Regions from separate parts of the Mus musculus genome. Here region 1 is linked to region 2. A link is a contact called in public promoter capture Hi-C data. All regions are on one chromosome and are shown on one strand. The core of a region is the stretch at or near the end of the contact, and the rest is flanking DNA. Distances in the headings are between cores, read along the strand shown. Region 1 holds the start of Sgpp2 (sphingosine-1-phosphate phosphatase 2). Region 2 has its middle 110 kb from the start of Gm26263.

The links. Promoter capture Hi-C pulls out the DNA fragments that hold promoters and counts their contacts.
Region 1: a promoter capture Hi-C map of cranial neural crest shows a contact between it and region 2. The contact joins the promoter of Sgpp2 here to the enhancer-like site in region 2. A contact is called at or near these places in 6 of 39 promoter capture datasets (the 3T3-L1 cell line, the C10 cell line, cranial neural crest and 3 more) and 1 of 115 datasets of contacts at active chromatin or transcription factors (embryonic stem cells).

The regions. Positions count from the first base shown.
Region 1 is chr1:78,308,774-78,313,122 of GRCm38.p6, forward strand. It overlaps Sgpp2 (sphingosine-1-phosphate phosphatase 2), which reads left to right and starts at 1,573. Exons shown (of 5, transcript NM_001004173.2): 1 at 1,573-1,729. The coding sequence starts at 1,646.
Region 2 is chr1:78,006,893-78,011,260 of GRCm38.p6, forward strand. No RefSeq gene overlaps it. Among named protein-coding and RNA genes, the nearest start is that of Gm26263, 110 kb to the left of the region's middle. Within about 2 kb of position 2,054, at least 14 of the 459 cell types and tissues checked have an H3K27ac peak or open chromatin away from gene starts, as enhancers often do.

The sequences.
Region 1 (4,349 bases), core at 323-2,822, 300 kb after region 2:
AGAACATATTCTTTAAATGTATAAAGGCTCAGGTTGGGAGCTACTGTAATGTCAGCTGTTAAAATCAAACTTTGGGGGTGGGAGAGGACTGAAATGCTGGCTCAGCAGTTAAGAGCACTGGCTGATCTTCCAGAGGTCCTAAGTTCAACTCCAGCAACCATATGGTGGCTCACAACCATCTGTAATGGGATCTGATGCCCACTTCTGGTGTGCTCATACACATAAAAATAAATAAATAAATCTTTAAAAACAAAAATCACTACAGCACTAGGGGTGGAGGCAACTGCCTTTTCAGCCACACATGACTGAGTATGACATAGGGCTGCATTTTCCTCTGGAAGAGGAAAGAAAATAGAATCTCTGAACAAGCCACTGCTGACTTAGCGACCTTGACATGTTCTCCAGATAGGACTAAGGAACAAGGGAGTCAGAAAACTGGAATGAGAGGGGACCAGATCATCTTCACGTATCAGGAACCGAAGACTTCCCAGCCTAGAAGGACAACTGGATAAGCAAGGGTGGTGGCAGGTGTTCATGCACGGTCCTTTATTCCGCCAAATAGCAGGCTTTAAAAGGGCGGCCAGGAAACCCCCCCCCCCCCCCCCGCAGCCTTCTGTTCCCAACTAAGGATTGGATTATAGTTTTGCTGCAGGCCAATCACCTGGCCCTCGTTTAACTGTTGCTTCTCACTCCCTGCAATGAGGTACAGAGGTCATCTTAGGATCTCAGAGACCCGGAAGGGAGGTTTAGGAAAGCTCAGGAAAAACCATCTGCAGGACGTTTCCTTTGCTCTTCTAAGCAGTGGCTGGCGCCTGGTAGTCGCTCAGTACCTTGTTCCCTTTGGGTCTAAAGTCTTCCCAAGGCCAAAAGGGAGGAGGTATGTGGGAGGGAGGGAGAAAGAGAGGAAGAGAGAGAGAGAGAGAGAGAGAGAGAGAGAGAGAGAGAGAGAGAGAGAGAGAGAGAGAGAGAGACCACACACACACACACACACACACACAGCGGGTAGGAGAGAGAAAGAGATTTCTATTTTTCCATAAAATCACCCGGGTTGACTCTCCGCATTTCTGCTATTCTTTCTCAAATTTGAATGAGGTGACTGGCCTGTGAGAAGGAAACATTTCAGGAAGTTTAGAAATCACTGAGAATTCTCCCTAGGAACCAGACTCCCTGGGAATTAAGTCTTTCAGAAAACAAGCAAAGGTTGGGGCAGGGAGCTGGGATGTGGGGGACACATGTGTAGTGGCGACCAGTTTCACCTTGAACTCCAGATTTGAAAGGAGGGTCACAAAGCGTCCAGGCTTCCGGCAGCACTTGGAAGGATGCGCGGGAGTGGGGATGGCGCATAGGTCATGCACGTGGACCCGTCCACGCAGTTGCAAGCACACTCTCCAGCAGGCAGGTAAGGGGCTGGGGCCGCCCGGTTGGCTAGGAAGGGGACGGTGACGTGTGCAAGGTGGTGGCGGACACCTGGGCTTGCCCGCGTGTAGGGCGGGCGCTAGGACCCGGGTGGCGCACCTGTTGGCTGGCACCGCGCCCCGCCCGTCCTGCGCTGGGAGCATCGGGCTGCGGAACGCGAGGCCAGGGCGCACGCTGAGGACACGGACGCGCGTGGCTGCGGGTCGGAGGAACGGGGTCACGGCTCACCATGGCCGAACTGCTGCGGAGCCTGCGGGATTCACAGCTCGTGGCGCGCTTCCAGCGCCGCTGCGGGCTCTTCCCAGCGCGGGAGGTCAGTCCTAGGGAGAAGGGCCTTTCGAAGTGGGCGACAGGGGTCCCGGAGGTCTCTCATCTCTCCGACAACCGGGATTCGGTGTCTGCCGTTGGGGAGGAGGGCGACGGCCGCCTGCTTACCTGCGGCTCCGGGTGACTCCTAGATGGGGATTGGAGGGCTCCAACCGCCGCCACCCGGCTTCCATCCTAGGAAGGGCACGGCGGGGAACAGTCACCCGATGCCACCCTTTCTCGCTGCAGGTGGCAGTCAGTCACTTCTTTTCAGACACCACCTTTGCATGCATCCGCGGAAAGACTTTCTACTTTAATTACTTTAGTGAGTAAGTTCGTTAGATTCCACCCAAAGTGTGAGAGTTACGTAACTGAAAAGAGGAGCGGGGATGTCCTTGGCACTTCCCTGGGACACAGCCTGAGAACTCCTCAAAGTCCTTAGGTTGCTGCCGCATCCCCCCTTCCTACTCCGTGCAGACATCCCAGTCGCGCGCTTTGCTTTGCTGAACACCCGCCCTGGACTCCTCTGGGAATTCACAGCCCCGCCCCCCAGCTAACCTAACCTCAGAGATGGGAGTTCAACACTGTCTCCCTCCCGACGTCCCCCTAGTTTTGGAGGCACTGGTTGGTCTTTTATGATTGGCTCTTACGGCCTTTTCGGTAGATGCTTTGCATCCGGAGCAAGGTTATACAACCCTACTGCAGCTTTGCGTTATGAGGTGCACAGGGACTCCTCCAGGCTGAAAGGACCAGGCAGGCGGCAGATGGCAGCTAGGAAAGCTTGTCTCCCTTGGGCACCACCAGCAGCTGCCCTTTCCCTCGGCTTAAGTAGAAAATAACAAACCAGGACAGAAGCAATTCTACTCCGCCTCCCCCACCCCCCTTCTTCAGTGTTTTATTCTTTCTGAGAGATTCTGGTGACTGGAAGGTGACACGTCCTTATATATAGATAACTACTTAAGAACCTGGCGCTTGTGTAGGACAGAATAATAGAGGCATCAAATTACAGAATTCATTTGAAAAGTGGCAGTAGGCTAGTTGTGTATTCTCAGCTAGAGAAATTCTTCAAAATATTTTCACTTTATAGTTACTTCACGGCATGCTGATAGCTTTGAGATTAATTCAAGACATCTCTCTTTGCCAGAGCCTTGCCTCAAAAGGTGCTAGCACATAAGCCCAATGCCCCACCCCCACGGGAAGCGTTTTCCTGTACAGGCGCTCTGTTTAGGCTCAGGACCAGCGCGGGGGTGGGGGTGGGGGGCTGCACTCTATCCGACTTGTCTCCCCTGTACCTGCTCTTCCTCATTCAGGACTGAATTTTTCCACTAATGTTTCTTAAATTGTTTTTACACAATCCCCTTGATTACTTGCCTGCACATTCTGGGGAAGGCTTCTTCCTTCTTGTAGTCCCAGATAGTCTGGGGAATCAAGGAGTGGGGTTCTCGTTCCCAGCGCTTGGATTACTGAAGTCCATGAAATAAGTAAAAGAAAACTGAAAGTTCAGGATATTAAATCCCTGTAGTAGCCATAACAGGAAAAAAATTAACTCAAGACCTTTTGATAAGGGAAGGGTTCATGAGGTTTTTTTTGTTTTTAGGTTCATTTTAAAAGATGTGGAAAGGTTAATCCTTAACAAACACATGGAACGTTCCCCCTGAGAAGTAATTGCATCCCTGCCCCCAGATAACTCACAGGGCTTCAAGGGGGCCACTGGGATAACTCTGCCCACAGCCCTGTTTTCTTTCTCCCTTGGTTTTTACAAACCAGGTGGTGGCTGAACAGCCCTTCCAGTGTTTTTTGTTTGTTTGTTTGTTTTTGTTTTTTGTTTTCTTGGGGTTTTTTGTTGTTGTTTGTTTTTTAACTGTATGGATCTGTAGCCCAGGCTAGCCTTGAACTGATAAAACTGCCTGAGCCTCCCAAGGGCTGGGGTTTTAGGTATGTACTGTCAAAGCAGACACCCTTCAACTTTCGAAGGCAAGCTCCTCGACATGCCCTTTGCTGTCTTGGGGCTCTTTCTGGTTCTGGGAATTCTCCTGCTTCTTGAGGGTTGTTGGCTGTAGAATGGCCTACACTGTGTAACTGTGCCTTTGTGTGGGGAATCTGATGGACGCCCAGCTTCCTCCTGTAGATGAAATCTCCAACATTGTAAGAGGTTTGTTCTGCTCATATTCTTCCCTTGGACTTTCACCCACTTGAAGCTCTGTGAATTTTGTGGCTATCTAAGCATAGATTACAGTAGAAAAAAAAATCAATAGCTTTTAAGGTTTTAAACAGAGTCTGCTGAAGATCAAATTAAAATATCAAGTGATTTTTTTTTCTTTCCTACATAGGCTAAAAGACAGTCCAGGGACGTTGATTTAGGATCCTTCAAACAGCCGAGAAGTTAATTCCTTCATTGGAGTTACTTTAGATCTCAAAGAATCCAATTCATCTTCGGCGTTTTCTGTATGTTGTTTACTCCTTAATGCTGGACAAGTAAGGAAATGGATAAGGGCTTCCCTACAAGTTCCAGTAATTCCACACACTTTTAGGTTAAAGATTAACTACATCTTTTACAAGCTAGGGTGTGGCTCAGCTTGCATAAAGCCATCATTGAAAAAAAAATTAATGGGGCCTTAGACATTGCC
Region 2 (4,368 bases), core at 804-3,303:
CAATTACCCTACTACGACTAAAATAAAATATTTTGTGGCAGTGTTCACTGCTAAAAGACAAGCACAAATATCCAGAATGGGAGCATATTGTAGGTGGTTATGGAAGATTGACAGGATGCTCCACCCAATCAGCTGATGATCAAAAGACACCCCATCTAGCCGTCCAGCTATCCAGCCGTCCAGCCATCTCCACTGCCAGGCCAGCGTGGTCTCCCTCCCCACTCAGCATCCATCACGTCCTCTCATTTCCCAGAGCAATCCTGCATAATATCTTTTCATGTTTGTTTTGAAAGCTAGAAATGTTGTTTTCTATATGCTGTGTTTCCCACATGGCATGCGTGCCGTGTGGTGTGCAATTTGAAGCTTTTCAGCTAATCCTTCCAAACGCACAGGTGGGTGAGATGCTGGAAGACTGCACCCCAAGAGGACGTGTGTTTAAGCAGTTCAAGATTTCTGAACGTGGAGATTATGTCATTATTCAAATTTCCATTTCGGGAGAGATGATTAAATCATTCCATCCTGATGATTGTTGTGTAGCTAAATAAACTTCCCAAGTGTCCTTGGTATTTGCCTAAATTGGTTGTGAAAGGCAGATCTAGTTTCTATTTGTAAAGAGTTTCTTGAAGTTTCTTTCAATCTCACAAAACCAATCCAAAACGTGGAAAATTAGGAGCAGAAAACTCTGAAGGTCTTTAGGCTTCAAGAGAGCATCAAGGAAGCCATCGATATGTGCCTTTTATAGGATGAAGTACAACGGAGGATACAGGACCCAGGCAGGAGGAGATGAAGATAAGAGGTTAGCTGTATCAGTATAGAGGAGGAGGCAGCAACTGGGCCATGTCCCTTCTCTCAGAATAGCCCCTCACTAAGCCCCTTTTCGCCTCCTCATCCTCAAGAGTTTAGTGAAAGGAGATGCTGAAGGGAGATTTTTTTCCCCCTGCAACCTCCCGTGTCATGAAACTGAGAAGCAACAGGAAAGAGATCCCCCATCGCATCCCATACAAACAAACACAAGCAAACACCACCGTATCGCAAGAGATTTTGTGTCTCCACATCACCAACCTGCCACCAATGCTGGTGGCACGCTAGCTTTGAGAGATGTTTAATAACACAGAGTTCTAAAACAGAAAAAGAGCTCAGGAGGCAACAAATTCGCCAAAAGGGAAAATGAAACCACCAAAGAAGTCATGGAATTCCTTGATAGTCCCCATAAGGTGACGTAACCTACCCTCCGATCTCCCACTTGGATATTTAAACTTAATGTCTCAGACAGGAGGGTCACAGAAGACAGAGGTGTTGATACATTTCTCATGCTCTCTCCTGATCCTTCGTCTCTCTCTCTCTCTCTCTCTCTCTCTCTCTCTCTCTCTCCCTCTCCTCTTGACCACTTATATTCACTTTCTCCTTCACTGTAGCCAGAGACCAAGAAGCAGACTCCAGTTTCCCTAGAACAGATCAATCCTAACAACAATTTACTCTCATGGATGAAAATCCCATTTTCCTCTATGAGGGACTGCTCAGTCAGAAGGCCATGTGGGCCCAATTTGAAAGAAATGGGAAAAAGAAACCAGCCACATCCACTGAGAGCCTGAGGAGCAGGCTGTCCAAGAACAGGGGGGTGGGGGTGGGGGACCAGCATGTACTATGCTTCTAAATTTTATAAGGATTTAGAAGAGCAGAAGAAAATAGCGAAATAATAATTTGGTGCTTAGAGGCTGTGGCTCAAAAAAAATTACAATATTGAATTATAGCAATATGGGATGGTTGCCAAAACTAAGTTTCTTTCTTTTTCTTTTTCTTTTTTTCTTTTTCTTTTTCTTTTTTTTTTTTTCTCCTTCTTTCTTTTTTTTTTTTTAATTTGGCCTTTAAGCCATTTAACAGAAAGATTCCTTTAAAATAATCTATCTATAAAAAATGGAAGCTCACAGAGCTCTTAGAGCTTAAAAGTTACAGACAAAGGAAGCAACTGAAGTGCCTCTCCTGATCGCACCTTAGACTCCTGAGGTCTGCAGAGAGACTGCAAAAGAGCGCCCCCGCATGGACATAGTGAGACGCAGCCTCTGTCGTAGGCACACGGGTGCGCAGTGTAGTTAGAAAAGTGTCCACAATCTCAGGCAAGGACCACACAGTGATGGCAGCCATTTTCCCTGTGAAAAAGTAGCTGTGAAGGGAAGCAGGATATTGACTTAGTAAGCCCACTTCTCTTCTTTCTCTCCCATGGCTTTGAGCTATTTTGTTTTCTCTGGTGTGTGTCCAAGGTAATAGGACCGGTTTCTGCAAATCGCACTGGAAAGGCGGCCCTGGGTACTTTGCATGCCTCGAGTTTGCAGAGGGCTCGTGGAAGCGGCAACAGGTGGGTCTTATTGAGGTTTACAGAAGCAGTCCTGGGGAGGCAGCGTGCCAAGTGTCAGCTCTGCGTTCCATAAATATGCATACATTAGCGTTTAAGATCTCCCTGCATGAATCAGGGTTATTCTATTCTGAAGCACATAAAATTTCATGTGAATTCCATTTTGGTGGGACTTGAAATATACCGCTCACTGACAGTACATTTTCTCATCCGATACCCACAGTAGATTTTATTTAGCATTTAACAATATCATGATTGACTTGTTAATAAAAACTCTCTTATTTCAGATGGGTCATAAATCAGACTGAATCTTTGAAGAGCTGTGCAAACAAGCGAGGAAGGATCCAAGATGACTGTATATTTCTAGTCTCTATTCAGTTTGGTCCCTGATGCTGGCATGATGGCATGTTAAAATTTTGGAGAGAACTTTCAAAGTGAAAAAGTGTCCATTGGCTCATTTTACCAGAAAGGAAGAAAGAAAGAAAGAAAGAAAGAAAGAAAGAGAGAGAGAGAGAGAGAGAGAGAGAGAGAGAGAGAGAGAGAAAGATAAGAAAGAGAAAGAAAAAAGGAAGGAAGAAAGAGAAAGAAAGAAAGAAAGAAAGAAAGGGAAAAGAAAAGAGAAGAGAAGAGAAGAGAAGAGAAGAGAAGAGAAAAGAGAAGAGAGATATAGAATTTTCTAGTTCATAATCCATTTCCTTCATTTTGTGTACTTAGTGCATATCAAACACACAGCCTTCAACATTTTCTGTGACTGAGACAGGATTCTGCCTAGGAATGTAGACACTGAGCAAGTCTGAAGACGATGCAGGCAGTCTAGGGAATAGAATTCCCCGCGTGCTGCGGTCCCTCACTGTGCTGTTATGGTTCATTAACTGTTATGTTAAAGAAAGCTACAGAGTTAAAGCATTTCTTTATCACTGTGCTCCTTAGAGATGTGACTGCTATATATGAATCCCAACATGATCTGAAAATTCCCTTCCTGACGCCCGTTTTTTTTTTTTTTTTCTTTAGTCATTCCCATGAAAATCCTATATACAAAAGACATGGCATTGCTGGGCAGTGGTGGCACAAGCCTTTAATCCCAGCACTTAGGAGGCAGAGGCAGAAGGATTTCTGAGTTTGAGGCCAGCCTGGTCTACAAAGTGAGTTCCAGGACAGCCAGGGCTACACAGAGAAACCCTGTCTTGAAAACAAACAAACAAACAAAAAGGACATGACATTTTAAACTTAATTGTAAAATTTTGGTTTTTTATGATTCTTAAAAGATTTATTTGATTTCTATTTCTGTGTGTGTGTGTGTGTGTGCACGCGCAGACATTTGCAGATGCCTCTGGAGGTCAGAAGAGAAAGAGAGTACACAATTCCCTGGAGCTGAAGTTACAGACTGTTGTGAGCTATTTCCTATGGGTGCTGCGGTCAAAGTCTAGGCTTCTACAAGAATTACAAGTGCTCTCATCTGCTGAGCCATCTCTCTAGCACCAATGTTTTCATGTTTTTAAACTATGCTTCCTGGCTCGATTGTACCCTTTATCCCCTACTGTTATTTGACTGTGAAATCTTCACACACACACCCCAGCCCCCAGGCTCATGTGTTTGTACATTTGGTTCACACCTGTTTGGGAATGTTCTGGAATGTTTAAGGGGTAGAAGCTCGGGCTCGGGGTAGGAAGTAGATCACTGGGGATAGACCTTGAGGTTTTACAGCCTAGCTCCACTTCCTGTTTCCCAACTAAAGATGCAATAGGAGTAACCACTTCATATGCCAGTCACCATGCGTCTGTCACCATGATGGGCTTGGTCCCCTGACACTGCAAGGCAAAATAAATCCTTCTTCCCTTAAATGATGTCATATCGGGAATTTAGTCACATGAATTCAACCACTAATACATACCTCACTTTAGCTCCCTATACTTGCCCTCTCTCATGTCCTCCCTCACCCCACTCTACTCAGACCCCCTCAGGCACAGGGAGCCCCTTCATCCTGGCCTTTTGCATTTCTCCTTCATATGCTTTCAATC